Regions from separate parts of the Cricetulus griseus genome. Here region 2 is linked to region 1. A link is a contact called in public Hi-C data. All regions are on one chromosome and are shown on one strand. Each heading gives the region's core, a stretch centred on a gene start, on an enhancer-like site or on the middle of the called end of the contact. The rest is flanking DNA. Distances are from core to core; before and after follow the strand shown. Region 1 overlaps Iqch (IQ domain-containing protein H). Region 2 has its middle 91 kb from the start of Smad3.

Region 1 (5,612 bases), core at 543-3,042:
GTCACAAAACAAAGCACAATCCCCCATGTCTCTCAGTAGACTTCTAGAAACTTCTGTCCTCATCAGAAAGTTTGTGTGCCATGCAGCAGTTGCCCCAGGCTGCAAAGCCGCAGCACTCCACCAGCTAAGCCAATATTAATTCTAGGCCGAGGAGGAAAACCAACAACAACAAAAGAGAAATCTGCTGCTGTCTGTACAGCCAGAGAAGTAATATTTTTACTTCAAGGGCTTTGGGGCTCCTGGGAAGCAGACAAAAACCTCTTCACATTATTCACACTGACGTTTTAAATAAAGTTCCAACAGGAATAAAAATATCTAACTTTGTGCTTATTTCTTAGACTAGAAAGTATTTCTAGGATAAAGTGCTCTTAATCCAAACCTGTAAGGATAATATAAAGCAAATTCAGAGGCCGGGAGTGACTGAGTGCTGAGGATGACCTAGGTAGTTGAAAAACAGAGGAAACTTGGATGAGTTAGTCTGGGATAAATAAGCAAGTTAGAAACAGTTTGACAAATTTAATCCTAAAATTAATCTTGTCCTTCCTTCTAATTTCACTAAAATACACATTTAAGAGCACTGAAAGGAGCCAACAGTTATAAATGTATTTTCAAACTACATAGATTTCACCTTAGGAATAGCTTTTAGTATTAGAGATTATGTCAAATAGTTTACTAGTTAGAACAGAGCACCATTCCCAGGAAATCCACAGCACAGGAAGAGGCCAGTCCTCCCCCGCACCCCCCCCCCAGCACCTCAGCCCCAAGCTAGCAGCAATGGGGATGCAGGCTGTCAGACTGCATGTGAGGGCTTTGCCTCCAGCACTTTGCTGCAGTAGGAGATGCTGCCGCACTGGCTTTGGGTTGGGAATTCTTGCTTATGCGTTGCTATGTTACACGAGGGTGTGCCACTGGGAAGGAGGATGCTGTGGGGTGGTTTCCCTTTTTTTTTTTTTTTTTTTCTAGTGGTAAGCCTACTATGCAAACTATCCTAAATTCCTCTACTAATTTTTTTTTTGCTGTCAACTTTTCCCCCTCCCTGTTAAATTATGCCACTAGTTCATTCAAAGAGTTATCAATCACAACGAAAAATCAGAATGAGCTACAAAGAGATCTTTTAAAATAAGTCTACATCTTTCATAATCATTACTAATTACAGACAGAATGAAAGCCACTTCGCTTTTTAAAAAAATCCCAAGGACAAAAGAATCAGTCCTAACTTATAAACCTGCATTCTATCTTACACCATTAGTAAGTGGCTTGGAACCCTTTTTAGGATTAGGAGTTGGCAGGAGCAGCTCATTACTTACATGTGCTTTTCTCTGATTAATATATGGCAAACTGACACCGTAGTTCTCTTTCATAGCAGCTCTGTGGTGCGTGTTCTCCGGATCCTGCATGATCTTTACATTCAACTCTGTCATTGGCTGGAACAAAGAAACAATGAAACTTTTAATGTAAAATGAACAAAAATGCTTACTAACATTTTATATCCCTGGAGGAAAATAAAACTTTTGAAAAATAAGGAGTTCAATGCAATTCTCACTGGGGGAAAAAATGGATCTTTTATGTAAGCTGCAAATCAATCCCTTTTATTCAGAGAAAAGGAAGATTTTCCTCTGTGTGTTCTGTTTGTGCACTAATATATCCTCAGACACCATTAACTTACTCAAAAAATAATGCTCCATGTCAACCAGGATGGACAAAGGACAAGCAAGAATCTCTCATCTCAATTTATTTCTGGCTTTCCAGGTCAAAGACTTAGTGAATAAAATCTATACTCCAGACAGGCAGGTAGAGGGCTCTCTTGGTCTGTTAATGTGGCCATATTCCTCTAGGGACATTACAAGGTAGCTGTTGGTTTGGACATGATAAACTTTTACCACACCAAATGTTTATGTCTCTGCAGAGATTTTGCCACCAGTAATTAGCACTTTCATCAGGAAAAGAAACCAAAAAGCATCTTGTTCCAATGACCTGTTCTTCATTTTAAAGGATTCCTATCAGAATGATGATGGTGGAGGGCATTGAAAGGATGTCACAAGACCTAGATGACCACCCTAGCCTGGACTGCTGGGTGGGACTCAGAAAAGTCACCTCACTTCTCTGCAAGTCAACCTAGTTGCTTGTCAAGGGCAGTAGCTGGGTGTGATGCTCTCATGAGGCACTGCCCTGAGCACCTATAGTCTATGACTTCAGGTTAAAATGACAGTTGGCACTTTGGATCACTTGTGAGATGTTGTATGCCTTTTGTCCCACAATACATTTTACAGACCTGTGGTTTTGTTCACAAAGCTAAGCCAGCTCAGTGCTATCTAGTTCCAGAACATTTTTATTTCCCCCAAATGAGACCTTACATCTATTAGCAATCACTCCCTAGTCCTACTTCCCCCTATCCCAGCAGCCACTAGGACACTTTCTGTCTCTACTCATAACTAACTCTATTCTTGGCATTTTGTACAAATAAAAGCACAGTATCTGGACTTTGTTTACTTTTAAAGTAACTTGGAGGAACTGAGAACAACTAGAAAATTTGATTTGGGTTCAATCAAATATTTTAGTTCAGAGGATGATTGGGAGCAAGTGGCTGCAGTGACACAACAGAAAGCTCCAGAGTCCACGTATTTCTTCCAACTTAAGCATTCATAAAAACACTGAAGTCAGTGTGGAGAGGAAGGCTACAAAAAGGACAAAGGGACCGATCTAGTAAGGATGAGGCTATTCCTAACATGCACTCCACGAGTCCCTCTGTTTTTAATTGCTCTCGAATAACCAAATCTCCAAAAAACTCCTCAACTGCCCTCTGTATTTAACCCATCTGGAAACACATGTCATAAACCAGGCATGTCTTGTGACTTTCTCCTTTAAGTACACGTGGTAACAGAAGTAACATGGAGCCCAGTCACAGATGGCTTTCCTTCTGTGGCTAGCCCACACTCACAGCACTCCTCCGGCATTTTTGCAGAGAGCTGAGTGCCTTTTGTAAAAGTGAAATTAATACCTGAACATAATTTTTTTCCTCCTTAATTAAACTTTCAGGATAATTTCCATCCTACCAAGGATCAGGAAATTGCTAATATGTATTATATCGACTAGTTGTGGTTTCTGTAATTAGGATGCTTTAAGAATGTGGATGGTGGATACAATTGATGGTAATGGCTTCATCTATCATGTCTCAGCTTCGTTAGAACTTTTAATTCTGGGATCCCTGGCTCAGTGGACCAGACAGGCTTTCTTAGTTTTATTATGCTCCATCAACTTTGAGTGGTCCAGGGCTGGCTTGGGGAAGAGGTGCCCAGGGTTGCTGTGAGCTCCAGCAGTAAGACCCAGTTCTTTTCTGCCCTATTTTACATGTCTGGGGCACAATATATCTGGAACTAAATCACCAGGCAAACAGAAATGGGAGGTTGGAATATGACTCTTATTGTGGGCTCCTAGAACGATGACCCTAAAATTATTAATAGTCTCATCTTCACCACATTGGCGCTAAAGCATAAGTTTATCAAAATGTAATACACAGCCTGCATGATTTGAAAAATATTGGATTCTGGGCATGGTAACACATGCCTACAATCCTAACATTTGGGAGGTGGAGGCAGGAAGATTAAAAATTCAAGGCCAGCCTTGGATACATGAAAACTTGTCTCAAGAATAATAAAATAAAATAAATTAAAAATTTAAAAATAAAATAAAAATAAAAAATCTCTGTTTTAGGCATACAGACTACATACAAATCAAAGAGTTGTTGATCATAAATTTGTTTTAATCTTATCACTTATTAAAATAATGATGTAATTTTATACTACTGAGATAGATGTGCTTATTTAATTTTAAATAAAGAATCGAATCTTGGCTTAATAATATTTGTAAAAAAAAAAGAAGAAGAATAAAATAATATAAAAACAAATACTGCCAGTGAGATGGCTCAGTGAGTATGGCAGTACACTTGCTGCCAAGCCTTACAACTTGAATTCCATTTCCAGGTCCCACATGTGGGAAGCCAGTTTCTGGGTGTTATCCTCCGACCTCTACACAAGCACACATGCATAAGTGAATGAGTGAGTGAAATTGAAAACTAAGTAAAAATATATATCAGGCTGGGGGGTGTGGCTCAGTGGTAGACTACTTGCCTAGCACATGAGAGGCTCTGGGTTTGATGCCCAGCAATAAATAAAATGTTGAAGATGGCTTCACTGAAAGTCATGATCAAATAGATTCAGTGCTTAAATCTGTTGTACAGTCCATAGTGTGTTCTACTTATCAGCTTAGGTTGTATTATCAGATCCAATAATAAGCACTTATTTTTCTAAGAAAAACAATTATAGATTTAAAAACCAAAAGGAAACGAATCATTCCATGAAGCAAAAAAAGCCACTCTCTGGAAGATGCTCTCGTACCGTCAGTAACAGAAATATCAGAAATAACTTCAGAAATTTTCTTCAATTGGTCAAGAAAAGGCAGCAATTTCTTTAATCTATTTTGAGTCACTAAACGATCTAAAATTTGCATTCTCTCCTTTTGATAGTAATTACAAGCAGATATATCAAATGTGACTCTCATTTAGACTTTGGTTTGTAAGAACAAAACTTATTATCAGAGCCAATTACTGTTTTACCTACATGGCTGCACAGAAGCAGGGAGCTCAATTCTCATCTCATCAGTGATTTTGTGGTATTTATTTTATTACTATGCCCACAACGCTATATAAGAAGGAAATAGCTTATGCTATTAAAACTCGGGCTGGAATACAAGAGGCTAAGGTTGCTTCTAGAAGAACTTGTGAATTAAAAACACTAGGCAGCATGTAATGCCAGCTCCCCAGACATGGGAAGACCATAAAACAACACACATCTATCCGAGCAGGAGCTCCCACACAGAGTCATCAAAATTGAAATGCTTCACAAACAAAGTTGAGAGAAGCTATTTGCCAAGTTACAGTATTATCAGCAGAACATTGTTCTCAACAGTGTCTGCCCCGAGTAATGTCTTCTAAAGTGGATATTGCTTAATGCTGTATTCCCACTGGTAAGGGACGTCCTCCATTTAAATCTTAAAGCCAGAGAAAGGACAAATAGGAAAATAATTCAGTCACCTTTCACTTATTCTCACAACCATGATTTTATATATTGAAAAGAGCAGTAGACAGTGAGTCCCCAGTTTGAGCCACTTGAGTTAAATTTCTCATCTGTAACATGGGGAATAATATCAGACTTCATAGGGTCATTTGTAAGATTCAAATGACTGATATGAGTTGCGTATCTCATAAATTATAAAGTGCTCTTGGGGATACTTGGAAAGAGAGCTTACTGGCAGGTGGGGGAGGGAGATTGCCGTGAACTGAAATACTTCAAATATACTAAAACATACGAGTTCTTAATGGTCATTCTCCAAAATACCCAATGATAACACCAACAAATTAACTTGGAATTTGGAAAATAAAAGGAGTTAAGCATTTAACCTAGTTTTCCTTAGAAGTTCTATTTCATATTCATCAAAAAGTCTTAAAAATGATCTTTGTCGACACTGTTAAAGGCTGAAAGACTGGCAGAATTCCAAAATCACTACAATCCCTAATGCTATCATGCATTCAGGTAGCATTGATGGTTGCTGAGATG
Region 2 (4,865 bases), core at 1,660-4,159, 290 kb after region 1:
AGTGGAGAAAGGAAGCTGAGACTCTCTGGAGTGGATGTGATGTGACAAGCTGCTTCAAGTTCTTCCCACCTCAGTTTCCCCACATTAATGGGTGGAACCCAGAATCAGGAGCCAAATAAGCCTTTTCTCCCCTGGGATCTTTTCATCAGGGTATTGTTTGATCATAGCAATGGGAAAGGAAATTAGGACAAGCAGATTGTCTTTTCTTCAAAGGTCCAGTCAAGGAGGACCTGTGTGACACCTGCCATTAACCATTCATTAAAAAATCTCACAGATGGAGCCGGGCGTCAGTGGCTCACACCTTTAATCCCAGCACTCAGAAGGCAGAGACAGGTGGATCTCTGTGAGTTTGAGGCCAGCCTGACCTATAGAGGTAGTTTTAAGACAGCCAGGGCCACATAGGGAAACTCTGTCTCAAAGAATAAGAAGAGGAGGAAGAGGAAGAGGAGGAAGAGGAAGAGGAGGAAGAAGTAAAGAAGAAAGAGAAGGAGGAACAAGAAGAGGAGGAGGAGGAGAAAGAAAGAAAAAGTGCAGACTGAATGTCACTGGGCACGGATGGTGCCAGTCACTTACAAAGATATCGGTTCCAGAGAGTGGCGGGAAAACCCAGCAAACACCATTACATTCAAATGACCACATAAGCATCACAGGGACAGATCATCTGGTAGCATCCCCCATCTAGGCACCTGGGGGTGGGGCTCTTCCAGCAAGGAGGCTATATCTAGCCAGGAGAAACCTCTAATGACCCTGACTCAATGTCACCTCCAACAGTGGTGCTGGTCTGGCTACAGAAGACTTGATGGAATGGATAGCTAGGTGACACCACTGCTAGAAGAGGCCATTGAGTGAACCTGGCCACCGAGGGTGGGGTGTCAGCCCAGGTGGCACTGATGATGGTGACAGCTGTCATGACTTAGATGTCCCTGTGTGCAGGAAACACACCTGAAGACTGGTGGACTTGGGCAGCATTCCAGCAGCTTCTGTGGAATGGTTAAGGGTCATAACTACAACATTCACAACTTTTCTACGTAAGTGACATTATTTCAGAATCAAAAAAAAAAAAAAAAAAAAAAAAGTAAACAGTCAACCTACAGGTGAGATGCTGGCGCTAGCTCACCAAAAATGAAACATTTGTCTTTGTCGGTGTGTGCGCGCCCTCTTGTGGTGATCATGGCACAGTGCAGCACTTGACACCAGGTGGATCTAGGACTTGGGTGATTTCTCCTGGACCATGCAATGAAGAATCCTCAGAGGTCACCTCAATCATCCCCCTGCCTCCATATTGGCTTTCTTCCCACCTGGATCATAATACTTGCATCTTCTTCAAAGCTGCAGAAGTGCTGAGGACACCCAGAGGACAGGCCCACTATCTGTAGTAACCTACAAACTAGTGAGAGGTGCCTGAACTAGAGAGGACAGGGCAGGCTGGACAACAAGACTGCTCCTGGCCCTCTGCCTGGACATGAGTACAACATCCCTCAACTCTAAACCTCCATGTGTACTACACTGGAAACCGTGAAAAATGCCCTCCCTTCTATAGGAACTAATGAGAGAGAGAAAGAGAGAGAGAGAGAGAGAAAGAGAGAGAGAGAGAGCAGAACACGGTCTGCAGCCACAAGGCCCCGACTGCCAGGGGAAGCCTGGTTCACACCTGCTGCCCAGCCACTAGAATGAGCCTTCTTCTCACTCACAAGTGTCTGAATTTGGGTGCTGAACCATTTGGTCACTGGCCAAGAGCAGACCTTTCCGGGGACGTTAAGTCACATGGTCACTTGCACTCACTTCCTACAGGGCCTTGGAAGGAAGGTTCTCAACAATTCTGAGCCCTTGTCAGTGAAGTGAGTAGCAGTTCATTTGAGTGTTACCTCCATCAAGTCACAAAGAACACATCAGAAAGAGAAGTCTGACGTGAGGAGTAGGATGGGAACTGTGTTCTCAGTGAGCAGCCAGAGGTAGGGTGGCTGGCCAGCAGAGATGTTCCAAAATTTAGGAAGTGAGGCAGATGTGGGCCTCGGGACCCTGAGGAGGGCACAGGTGAACTATCAAGATATTTAATGTCAAGGGTTTTTTGTTGCTGTTGTTTTGTCTTTGTTTTATTTTGTGGACACAGGGTCTCATGTATCCCTGGCTGGCCTCAAAATTCACTATGTAGTCAAGGATGACCCTGAACTTCTTGATCCTCCTGCGTCCACGTTCTGAGTACTAGAATTGAGGGCATGCATCACCACACTGATTCAGATGCTGATAGGGATGGAACTTTGGGCTTTGTGCACGCTGAGCAAACGTTCTATCACCTGAGCCGCATCCCTGGCCTGGGTATTGGTTTTGTGATAAGGAAAGAGAAAGCATCACCCTGTCCTTGCTGAGTTCCAGAATGAGGTGTAGCAGTGGCTAGGCACAGCAGCCCTCATACATGAGTCTGGGCCCCGGGTTTGGTTTGTTGGGTGGATTATTTTCCCAGTGAAGAGGAGAGCGGGAGGGATGGAAGCTTGAGGGTCCTGGAAGATGTCTCATTACACTGCTGTGGGGGAATGGGAGGGTCAGGATTTCTGGGGTTCCACTCTGTGTCTGTCCCCTGGGTAGGCAGGACCTTGATGGGGCAGAGGCGAGGCTAGGGTCTTGGTGGACAGCCTTGGACATGGCCTGCAGAGTGGGGAAGCCCAGCAGCACCCCTATCCCAGCAAGGACAGAGAGAGGAGCAAGCCCAGGCCCTGTGTCTGTCATCAGCAGAGGAAGGGTCAGCATGGATGCAGGGGATGGCAGAGTCAAATGTTCGTAGGACCAAGAGGTGGAACAAAGAATGCCATGGAAACTGGCCCTTGTAAAAGCCTTGAGGTGGGTAGGAGGAGGGGTTTCTGGGTCAGCTTACATTTGAGAGTGAAGAACTATGACTCAGTGCTTCTGGAACTTTCTGTAATGACTAACACAGCACTTACCACATTTTGAGCAGTTGTCTCTCTGTGGCCCTCACTGAAATACAACTTTCGTATTTGTCATGGGTTGTGTGCACACGTTTGCAGTGTTCCCAGAAAGCTCGTCCCCTGCCCTTAAGCTGATGTGACTAAGGTCTGCTCTATGAACAACTGAAAGAGTCTAAAATCTTCTACCAGGTATGGTAGTGACACCTGTGACCCCAGCCTTCTGGAGGCTGAGGCGAGTTTGAAGCCTGAACTACAAGGGGAGACTCTGTCTCAAAAACCCAAAAATAAATTAGTAAAAATAAAAAAAGAATTACTAAGGCCTGGCCAGGGCAGAGTCCCCGCCCTCATAGTGTTCAAATTCCCACAAATTCTCTTCCACCTCCACCTTGAAGACCCTATGGTGTAGGCTCTCCTATCTAGAGGGGGAGCTAAGGCTCAGATATAGTAATGTCCCCCAGGCCTTGCTCTCAAGTGGTGTCCTGATTTAGCAGGAACTCCAGTACACATGCCTGTGCCCACACCTTGTGCTAGGATAGCCTGGGCAGAGGCAGGGTCATGAGCTCTGAAGGTGAGGCTGTGAACAGCACTGGGGAGTTTCCAGCAGGCACAGAGGCCAAAGCAGGGAGCTGGGACAAAGGCAGGCTCCTGTGAGGAAACAGACCTAGGCCCTCCAACCCTGCTTGACACTGGTAGCTGGGAACAGGACTGACCTGCAGAACACTGGCACACCACCCTTCTGGATCACCCAAACAAAGGAGACACTGGCTCCTCTGAGACATGAAGTCACATGTCAGTGTCATAACAGAAGGAAGCCACCCACCGCCACTCAAGCTGGACTCTCTGAAAATGTGGCCCTAGGACCAGTGAGAATAGTTGATGACTGGCAACTGAGACAGCACTGGGCTGCACGGAGCTCAGCTTCTCAAATCGAGTGTCACATGACTGCATGTAAGGTGGTGAAAACTTGGACAATGGTAAGATGTTTCCAAATACACCATGCCCACAAATGAATTAAAAACCCGTATGAGCCGGGCAGTGTTGGCACATGCCTTTAATCCTAGCACTTGGGAGGCAGAGGCAGGTTGATCTCTGTGAATTCAAGGCCAGCCTGGTCTACAAAGTGAATTCCAGGACAGCCAGGGCTGTTACACAGAGAAACCCTGTCTCAAAAAACAAACAAACAAAACAAACAAACAAAGAAACCCACAAAAAACCAAGTGTGATGAATGAACATGAGGTATCTCTAGGAGGACTCACCTATGTTACATGCTATGACTCCTCTGAACCCTTAGTTCTGGTCACACACTGTGTGTCCTCCCTAACATGTGTGCTGTCATGTCAACCACATGATACCAAAAAACAGTCCCAGAAACACCTGGGGGCAGATGTAAGGCTCTTCAATGTTTTGAACTGTGGGGTTTTTACTGTATGTGCAAAAATCTTTGTTCTTATAGAAATGTATCTTTAAATGTTTATAAAGCTTTGGGTATTATTTTTCTGTGTATTATATTTGCCTGCTTGAGTTTATGTGCACCACATGTGTACAGAAACCCACAGAGGCCAGAGATAGCATTAGATCCCCTGGAACTGGAGTTACAGATGGTTGTAAGCTGCCTGATGTGGGTGCTGGGAACTGAACCTGGGTCCTTTGCAAGAGCACCAAGTGCTCTTAACCACTGAAGCAGCTCTCCAGCCCCCAGAATATAATGTTTTAACTGTGGCAAACAAAGATTTAAATGTTTTCCTACCATCATTCCTTAGCACATAAGTACTACATTAGAATATGTCTAGATTACATTGTGTTAGGGTGTTTGATTCTAAAAACTGCTGTTAGAATTGTTGACTTGAGGGTCCAAGAGATGGCTCTTCGGGTAAAGTATTTGTGCAAACCTGCTGGCCTGAATTTGAGCCCTGAAACCCACATAAAGGAGGAAGGAGAAAACC

Evidence for each region. A called contact is a pair of places that touch in the nucleus more often than the background predicts.
Region 2: a contact with region 1 is called in a Hi-C map of fibroblasts, with 2.6 times the contacts expected there. The contact joins two enhancer-like sites. A contact is called at or near these places in 3 of 8 Hi-C or Micro-C datasets (the CHO-K1 cell line, fibroblasts and liver).

The regions. Positions count from the first base shown.
Region 1 is chr4:175,081,364-175,086,975 of CriGri-PICRH-1.0, forward strand. It overlaps Iqch (IQ domain-containing protein H), which reads right to left. Exons shown (of 22, transcript XM_027414782.2): 5 at 1,308-1,424. Among named protein-coding and RNA genes, the nearest start is that of Iqch, 35 kb to the right of the region's middle. Within about 2 kb of position 1,793, at least 1 of the 6 cell types and tissues checked has open chromatin away from gene starts, as enhancers often do.
Region 2 is chr4:175,372,907-175,377,771 of CriGri-PICRH-1.0, forward strand. No RefSeq gene overlaps it. Among named protein-coding and RNA genes, the nearest start is that of Smad3, 91 kb to the left of the region's middle. Within about 2 kb of position 2,910, at least 2 of the 6 cell types and tissues checked have open chromatin away from gene starts, as enhancers often do.